Regions from separate parts of the Pan troglodytes genome. Here region 1 is linked to region 2. The links are chromatin contacts, called in public Hi-C maps. All regions are on one chromosome and are shown on one strand. Each heading gives the region's core, a stretch centred on a gene start, on an enhancer-like site or on the middle of the called end of the contact. The rest is flanking DNA. Distances are from core to core; before and after follow the strand shown. Region 1 holds the start of LOC107970015 (peptidyl-prolyl cis-trans isomerase A-like). Region 2 has its middle 21 kb from the start of MANBAL.

Region 1 (4,207 bases), core at 164-2,663, 260 kb after region 2:
CCCGTGATCAAATCTTTTAACAGATTTGCTTGACATTAATTAGTCTCTGATTTAAAACAAACAAGCAAACAAGATCTAACACTTGGCATTAGCACTTAAGCTGGAACTTTTTTTTGGTCCCAGCTTTGGTGTTGCCGTCCAGAAGGCTGACGGGATGACTGGACCATGTCAGGCAGGGCAGAGAAGCCGTCCCCAACACACCAGTTCCCTGAAAGGGATAGACGATCCAAACCTATAAACAGAAAGGCTGTTTCTTTCCGAGGACAGACCCCAATCTCCCAACATTCGGCGATGAAATGGGACACGGAGGCCTGGAAGGAAACTAAAGGAGATTTGGAAAGGGGAAGGAAAAAACAACTGTCCCCCATCCCCCATGCTTCCTTTCCAGGCCATTAGTGCGCCAGGCATTCCGTTCCTTCAGCTGCCCTTGAGGGCCACTCCCCACGTCTATAGAAGGAAAGGGAAGGGATGTCCACCCTTGATGTAAAGTTGGAGGGAGTAAGAAGCGCCCGCGACTCTTAGCAGAGCGTCAGCCTATCACCCCAGACACCGAAGCGGAGCCTCAGGAGACCCTCTCTCCCCTCCCCCCCACGTCCCCCCACCTCCCCCCCCACAAAAAAGCAACTAAAGCAACGCAACTAAACTGATGGGGACAGAGTGACAGGCCTCTCACAAGCTGGGCACCCTGCCGTGGAACCCGGGGCCGCAGAGATGGTGGTCGCGCTCCCAGCCCCGTGCCCCCGGCTCTGCCTGTCTCATCCTGCAAGGGCGCTGACCTTGGACAAGGCCAGAGCCAGCACCCAGGAGTACTATGACCCACCTCCGGGCTGGGAAGGGACCCCCCAAGGCCCAGGCTAGGTCCAATCACGGCAATCACCTGAAGCCGGACAGGGGCGCCCTGCCTTCCCGGGGTATGCGGAAGGAAAACCCCAGTGACGGGGACCCGGCGACGCCTAAGGTGACCCAGAAGGGACAATATGGCGGCGCGGCCGCATGGAGGGCCTCTCATCCCGCCCCAAGCAGGTTGACGCCACGGTACCTGCAAGCCCTGCCATGGCGCCGCCGCCACTGTCGCCGTCTGCCGCAGCCTGCCTCCACCTCAGCTCGCCACCGACGCCGCAGGAAGCCAGGGAGACGCCCCCTTAGTCTTCTAGTCGAGCCGGCCGAGGACCCATCCTGGGATCGGGCTGTCTACCGCAAACGCCTGATCACACGGCCCGAACAGGGGGCTCACCCTCGCCCCATTTCCCGTAAATATCCGCCACAGACCACCTTTGAGGACTTTGTGCGCACTTTTACAAAACTCTGGGAGCCCCGAGGTCCTCAAGCCCGAATAATTTTTATCAGGCGCAGTGTGGACATCCCCGAAGCGCGGCCGGGTGTCCTTATGCATATGCAGCAGATTGTGATCCTTACTCCGTGAGCGCGGGGCGGGCCGGGTTGTGTTCCTGTTGGTGAACCCGCTTCGTTCTTGCCCGCGTGGATGGTCCGTGGACTCCGGGAAAACCTTCTCGTGGCTCAAAGTCCACCCCCTCCCTAGCGTTTCATCATGCAGCCAAGGCTCAGGAGCTGAAAGGTCCGGGCTCAGAACTTGGGACTGCCTTGGGTCAGGCCTCGGCTCCCCCACTTGCCCCGTACCTTGGGCCAGCGAGCCCCTCGCCCACCCCGACCCGGCTTCTGTTGAAATGCCCACCTTAGGGCTTTTATGAGGCTTGAATGAGTCCGTGTAGTCATTTATTAGCTAATTAAGCATATTCCTTGGGCGCTTACTGTACCCAAGCGCAGTGCTAAGGGCAGGTAGAGTCGGTAACCTGGGTGTGTCCCTGACCTCAAGGCGCTGCCAGTCTAATGGCGGGTAGGCGGGGAGACAGTCATATAATCACTGTATATTAGTGACTTTAATCAATACGTGATTACACATCATGGGAAGTGCTGTGAGAAGAAGTAGAGAGTGTTAGGAGAAATTAATGGAGTACTAATGTAGGGAAAGGGTGGAACCTCCTTGGGAAGATGGCATTTAGGTTGAGAAACAAAGGGCGATTAGGGTAAGAGTGAGAGGGGAAATGTTCTAGGCAGAAAGAACATTTGTCCCAGATCTGGAGCTGGGAAGCGGCAGAGTTGGGGTGAGGTGAGCACAGAAGAAAACAGGTCAGCTACATACTGAATTTGGCTTTTCTCTTGAGAGTCAGGGGAAGCCATTTTCATCAGGAAAAGGATAGCAAATTTGGATTTCTGAAAGGCCACCCAGGCCGCATGGCTTGGAAAGCACTCAGGAGTGGGTGTAGGCAGACCAGTTAGAAGGTGGTTGCAGCTTTCCAGACAAAAGCCAATGCTGACTCAGACAGGGCGGTGGCTTGGGGAGGTGAAGGGAAGGGTGGAAGATTGGACGTGGGTGGATGTGGAGGCATTGGCAATAACTCCTCGCTAGGTTTTAGCCTTGAGTAAATGAAAGGGTAAAAGATTCCTTGACCAAGACAATAAAGCCTGAAGGAGGAACGGACTGAGGGGGAAGATCAAGTTCGGCTTTGAGAAGTTAAGTTTGAAATGTCGGGGCAACATGCAGGCAGAGAGGGTGAGTAGGCAGGTTTATGTGACACAGGAGCTGCGAACGGAGGCTGGGGCAGGAGATACATATCTGGGGGCCATCAATACAAAGGTCATGGTGCTGGGTGAGAACGCAAGTGAAAGAAGGTGGAGAGAAAAGAAGAGGAGGATCCAGGAAAGGAGACTAAGAAGCAGTGGCCAGTGGGGTAGAAAGAGGACCAAGTGAGTGTGGGTCCTAGAGAGGAGGTTTCAGGAAGGAGGGAGTGCTCAGTGGGGCTGATGCTGTAGAGAACAGAAATGGAGCCGTTGGGGTTTGGGAATAAAGAAGGTTGGTGGACTGTATCTTTTATGTTGCAAGTTAAACACACAACTACATCAGGTGGCTTAAAAAAATAAGTAGCCTGCCACTCAGTGGCTAGGCAGTGTCATCAAGGACTGAGGTTCATTTTATCTTCTGTCCTTGTGCTGGTTTATGCTCATGGCCACAAGATGGCTATCCAGTTCCTGAGGTCACATCCAAAGCAAGGAGATGTCCATTTCTCCTCCAGCTGAGACTCAAAACAGGCCTGAATGTGGCCTCCCACCATCCTGCTGCTTACAGGCTAAAGGATCAATGCATCCATGGCAGCCACACCCAGTATCCAACACTGAATGACAAGAGGAGTCTTGTAGTGGAAGCTCTTGTTTAGAAAAAGAGAGAGCTGGCTTTGCAGATGCCGCTGGGATCCCCATACTATCAGCCATGGTCAGCCCCACCTTGTTCTTTGACATCACTGTCGATGACACGCCCTTAGGCCCCTACTCCTTCGAGCTATTTGCAGACAAGATTCCAAAGACAGCAGAAAACTTTCGTGCTGTGAGCACTGGAGAGAAAGGATTTGGTTATAAGGTTTCCTGCTTTCACAGAATTATTCCAGGATTTATATGTCAGGGTGGTGACTTCACATGCCATAATGGCACTGGTGGCAAGTCCATCTGTGGGGAGAAATCTGATGATGAGAACTTCATCCTAAAGCATACAGGTCCTGGCATCTTGTCCGTGGTAAATGCTGGACCCAACACAAACGGTTCCCAGTTTGTCATCTGCACTGCCAAGACTGAGTGGTTGGATGGCAAGCATGTAGTCTTTGGCAAGGTGAAAGAAGGCATGAAGATCGTGGAGGCCATGGAGCGCTTTGGGTCCAGGAATGGCAAGACCAGCAAGAAGATCACCACTGCTGACTGTAGACAACTCCAATAAGTTTGACTTGTGTTTTGTCTTCACCACCAGACCATTCCTTCTGTAGCTCAGGAGAGCACCCTTCCACCCCATTTGCTCCCAGTATCCTAGAATCTTTGTGCTCTCGCTGCAGTTCCCTTTGGGTTTCATGTTTTCCTTGTTCCCTTCCATGCCCAGGTGGATTGCAGAGTTTATGATTATGAAATAAAAACTAACAAAAAAAGAAAAAGAGAGCTGAATGTTGAGAGGCTGTGGAGCAACAAATTCTTGCACTGCTGACGGCAGAGGAAATTGGTACAGCCACTTTGGAAAACCAGTATCTACAAAATCTAAACATACACCTATGCTGTGATCTAGAATTTCCACTCCTAGGTATGTACCCGAGAGAAATGAGTGCCTATGTTTACATGGAGACTTGTGCAAGAATGTTCATAGCAGACTTAT
Region 2 (4,435 bases), core at 364-2,863:
GCTGGGACCACAGGTGTGATCCGCTGCGCCCAGCTAATTAAAAAAAATTTTTTTGTAGCAATGGGGTCTCTCTATATTGCCCAGGGTCTCTCTCTATCAAACTCTTGGGTTCAAGTGATCCTCCCACCTCGGCCTCCCAAAGTGTTGAGATTACAGGTGTGAGTCACCCTGCCTGAACTGCTATGAATATTTCAGTAGGAGACCTTGTGTGAACATGTTTTCATTAATCTTGGGTGGGTACCTAGGAGGGGAATCACTGGGTCATATAATGAGGGTTTAGCTTTTTAAGAAACTGCCAGTCTTTTCCACAATGGCTGTACCATTGACTTTCCCCCCAGCAGCGATGGGGGTCTGCCCCCGAATTTCTTAAATGAGCATTTATTTCCTCATCCCACAAACCCCTCTTAAGCAACTAATTAGGCCCACGTAGAGCTTGCTGGATTAGCTGTCCATCTCCGAGGTGCTTGGTCCCTTTTCTGCAGTTAGGGGAGTGGGGTGGCTCTCTCCCCTCTGCATAGCATCTTCTGGGTGCTATGAGGAACGCAGAGTGTTTGGACACAGTGCTTGTCTTCAAAGAGCTACAGGAGGAAGCTGAATCATTACCCTGGGCAGGTAGATCCAGAGAGGGATACAGTATCAGTATAAATGCAGAGAGGGACACAGTATCAGTGTAAATGTTCCAAGAATCGAGAGAAGGGAGAAGTCATGTAAACCCAGGAGTTCATCGTCAGACAGGAGTAGGGAGAAGCTTAAAATGGGAGCACAGGTTTAGGGGGCAAATGGGTTTGGATTTGAAACCAACTCTGCCATTTGCCCCATGTGAGATTCTAGGCAAGGTCAATCCCTTAATCGCTCTGAGCCTCAGTTACTACATCTGTACAATGGAGGTGATAAGAACTACCACTCCAGGTTGTTGTGAGAACCAGAAATATGCTTGGCCGGATGCGGTGGCTCACACCTGTAATCCCAACACTGGGAGGCAGAGGCAGGCAGGTTGCTTGAGCCCAGGAGTTCGAGACCAGCTTGGGCAACACAGTGAGACCCCCGTCTCCACAAAAAGAAAGAAAGAAAAAGAAATATGCATGTTGGTGTCTGATATGTAAGTGTCTTGGCAAATGGTAGCAGTTATTGTAGTTTTTCAGAGCTGAGCTCTGAAAAAACGGGCAGCTTGGTGGCAGCCTGGTGGCGGGGAGGGCTGGGAGCCATCTTGGTGACAGGCTTTATTTGCAGTAAATTCTCAAACCCACTGAGAAAGAGCATAGTGGGGCGGGGGGTGGGGGAGGATGGGGAGCCAGAAAGAACCCGGAGAATGAAAACCCAGCCCCTTCCACCGATTCCCACCACCGCCTTGTCCTTGTCCTCCGAGTGATGATGAGAATGCCTCGGTGGCCGCCCAGCTCACTTTCCCAGGACGTGTTTTAACCCAGCGTTAATTAGTGATTGTGGCTGCATCTAGGGCTGGGGGCTTGAGCTGAAGAAAGAAAGTACCCCAGAGAAAGGCAGATTTTAAAAGGCCCCAAAAGTCTGGGGCAGTGAGGCTCTGTGGAGAGGGAGACAAGCCGTGCATTTGTGTTGCAAATTTCCAGTGTGTGCAAGCCAGCCATTCAATGAGGGCGATGCTACTGGCAGCCGGCATGGGGGTGGGGAGGGAAAGGAAGTCCACAAAGGGGGCCTGTCTGAGGACCTCAGACCCTGCTTTGTAAAAGCTGCTTTCATCCCCCTCCGTGGTTGATGGCAGTGTTCCCAGTCCAAGGCCACTGTGCAAGGATCCAGAGGCCTGGACCCCAGACTCCCAGATTCTCTTGACCCTCCCCACTTGCCCTTCTAGGCCTGTTTTTGTGGCATCAGCAGCAGCAGGTGTCTGAGTGCTCCCGGGTACTGTGTCAGAGGAGACCAGGTTTAAGTGGTGTGGGCTTGCTAGGTGGCTTCAGGCAAAGTCACTTAACCTCCCTGAGTGTCAGTTTCCTCTTCTGTAAAATGGAGATGATGTGGTCCTTTCCCCTGCTTCACAGGGTCCTACCCAAACAGAAGGGCCTGTGATTGGATGGCAGCTCAGAGCTTCATTTCTTTCTCAAAAAGTCTGCATCTGGGAAAGTCATTAGAAGAGCTCGTTTAATGAAGAGATGAGGTTGATTGTACTTAGCAAATCAATGAAGCAACTCTGGGTTCCTTGGAAATGTTACTCCCACGAGTATTTTAATTTTTTTTTCTTTTGAGATGGAGTTTAGCTCTTGTTGCCCAGGCTGGAGTGCAATGGCATGATCTCAGCTCACAGCAACCTCCACCTCCCGAGTTCAAGCGATTCTCTTGCCTCAGCCTCCCCAGTAGCTGGGATTGCAGGCATGCACCACCATGCCAGACTAATTTTGTGTTTTTAGTAGAGATGGGATTTCACCATGTTGGCCAGGCTGGTCTCGAACTCCCAACCTCAGGTGATCCACCCACCCTCCCAAAGTGCTGGGATTACAGGCATGAGCCACCGCACCCGGCACTAATTTTTTTTTTTTTTAAGACAGTCTCGTTCTGTCACCCAGGCTGGAGTGCAGTGGCGTGATCTCTGCCCACTGTAACCTCCGCCTTCCAGGTTCAAGCAATTATCCTGCCTCAGCCTCCCAAGTAGCTGAGACTATGGGCACAAGCCACCATGTCCAGCTAATTTTTGTATTTTTAGTAGAGACAGGGTTTCACCATGTTGGCCAGGCTGGTCTTGAACTCCTGACCTCAAGTGATTTGCCTGCCTTGGCCTCCCAAAGCGCTGGGATTACAGGCGTGAGCCACTGCACCTGGCCCGTGAGTATTTTAAACATTCACCTTGCTTGGAATCTTTGGGCCTGCCACAAGTCAATTAGGCACACTAACCAGGTTGTTTTTTGAGTTGGTAGATTTGGTGCAGGTGCCAAGCCTGCTGCATAGGAGGCTGTCCCCAGCTGATCCTCGGGTAACCTTTCCCTGGTGAAGATATGACCATACTTCAAAAGCCCCCTTGGAGGCCATCTCTTCAAGAAGCATCCTCCCTCCCAGGCCTTGCCTGTGGTTGAGTGATTTTATAATTTTATATGCAGAAAATTGTCTCCTTTCCTGAGACCCTTGGGATGCCTGGGACCAAATCTTTGAGCCCTCTAAAGCTTTCTAATCAAAGTGTGGTCCATAGACCAGCAGTATTGACAGCACCTGGGGGCTTGTTAGGAATGCAGAATGTCAGGCTCCACTCTGGACCAATTGAATCAAAGGCTAAAATCTGTGAGGATTCTAAAGGCATTAGGCACCCTGGTGTCTAAATGCCTGGGATTCTGATCAGGTAGGAGGACCATGGCCTCAGACAGCCGGGAGATGTCGCTGTTCCCCAGTCATTGGAGTTGTCAGGTTTTGCTACCAACGCCAGAGGCCCTGCCTGTGGGGCTTTGTTCGCTGTGAAATCCCAGGACTACGAAAGGGTCAGGTCAAGTTTGTCATGCCACCTTTTCATCGGCCACTCAACCTGCGCCTCCTCCCATCTTTCCCTGACCGTTGCTGCCCTGGGTTCTCAGCTATGTTTCCAGATAGGGAAGACTGTGTGATCTCCAAGCCCAGCCCTGCCCCAGGATCTCAGGAGAAAGCCCACAGGAGAAAGGGCATCTGGCCAGGTGCAATGGCTCATGCCTATAATACCAGCACTTTGGGAGGCCGAGGTGGGTGGATCACTTGAGGCCAGGAGTTCAAGACCGACCTCGTCGACATGGTGAAACCCCATCTCTATGAAAAGTACAAAAATTAGCTGAGCTTGGTGGCATGCGCCTGTAATCCCAGCTACGTGGGAGGCTGAAGCAGAAGAATCACTTGAACTTGGGAGGCGGAGTTTGCAGTAAGCCGAGATCATGCCACTGCACTCCAGTTAGGACAACAGAGCAAGACTCTGTCTCAAAAAAAAAAAAAAAAGGGAAGTGCATCCTACAGAGTCTCCCTCAGCCTGGCTCATCAGGCAAGAAGAGCTCAGACCAGCAAGGAGGGGGTGTCTACAGGGAGGACCCCCCTCACTTGGAATCTCTGAGTTGGGGGATCTTAGTGACAACAGGACCTGTAGACACAGTGAGAAGAAGAATTCCCATGATTTGAGTGTCCACAGGCAAAAGTCAAGGCCTGCTTGGGACTTCAGCTTCCAGTTTCTACTTCCCATGTCAGAGCCAGGTTATCTCATGGTCTTACTTCCCCTCTGTGGTTACAGTGCAGTTAAAGGAACCCTAATAGCCTCGACTGCAGCAAACTCAGGTTTGAGTCAGGGCCAAACGGCCCTCACTCCAGACTAGAAGCAGAGTCACTGGGGTTTCCCCCTAGGGCCTGGAGCTCCCACTCTCTGGGCCTTTCCCACCCTGCCTGGTTTAGTCCCTGAACACCCAGGCCACAGAGCAGAAGGAAGAGCAGCCTCCACACCCAGGCCCCCAGCTCCTGACTCCCCAGT

Evidence for each region. Hi-C and Micro-C count contacts between places; a contact is called where the count stands out from the background.
Region 1: a contact with region 2 is called in a Hi-C map of stem cell-derived neural progenitor cells, with 9 times the contacts expected there. The contact joins the promoter of LOC107970015 here to the enhancer-like site in region 2. A contact is called at or near these places in 5 of 7 Hi-C or Micro-C datasets (blood, induced pluripotent stem cells, a lymphoblastoid cell line and 1 more), 1 of 1 datasets of contacts at active chromatin or transcription factors (stem cell-derived excitatory neurons) and 1 of 1 other capture datasets (stem cell-derived neural stem cells).

Annotation. Positions count from the first base shown.
Region 1 is chr21:43,764,917-43,769,123 of NHGRI_mPanTro3-v2.0_pri, forward strand. It overlaps LOC107970015 (peptidyl-prolyl cis-trans isomerase A-like), which reads left to right and starts at 1,414. Exons shown (of 1, transcript XM_054674768.2): 1 at 1,414-4,207. The coding sequence starts at 3,287. The coding sequence ends at 3,784. BLCAP (BLCAP apoptosis inducing factor) reads right to left here and starts at 1,150. Exons shown (of 2, transcript XM_530289.9): 1 at 1,040-1,150.
Region 2 is chr21:43,504,683-43,509,117 of NHGRI_mPanTro3-v2.0_pri, forward strand. No RefSeq gene overlaps it. Among named protein-coding and RNA genes, the nearest start is that of MANBAL, 21 kb to the right of the region's middle. Within about 2 kb of position 1,614, at least 14 of the 24 cell types and tissues checked have an H3K27ac peak or open chromatin away from gene starts, as enhancers often do. A contact at or near this core is called in induced pluripotent stem cells, stem cell-derived excitatory neurons, stem cell-derived neural progenitor cells and 1 more, where this site is marked.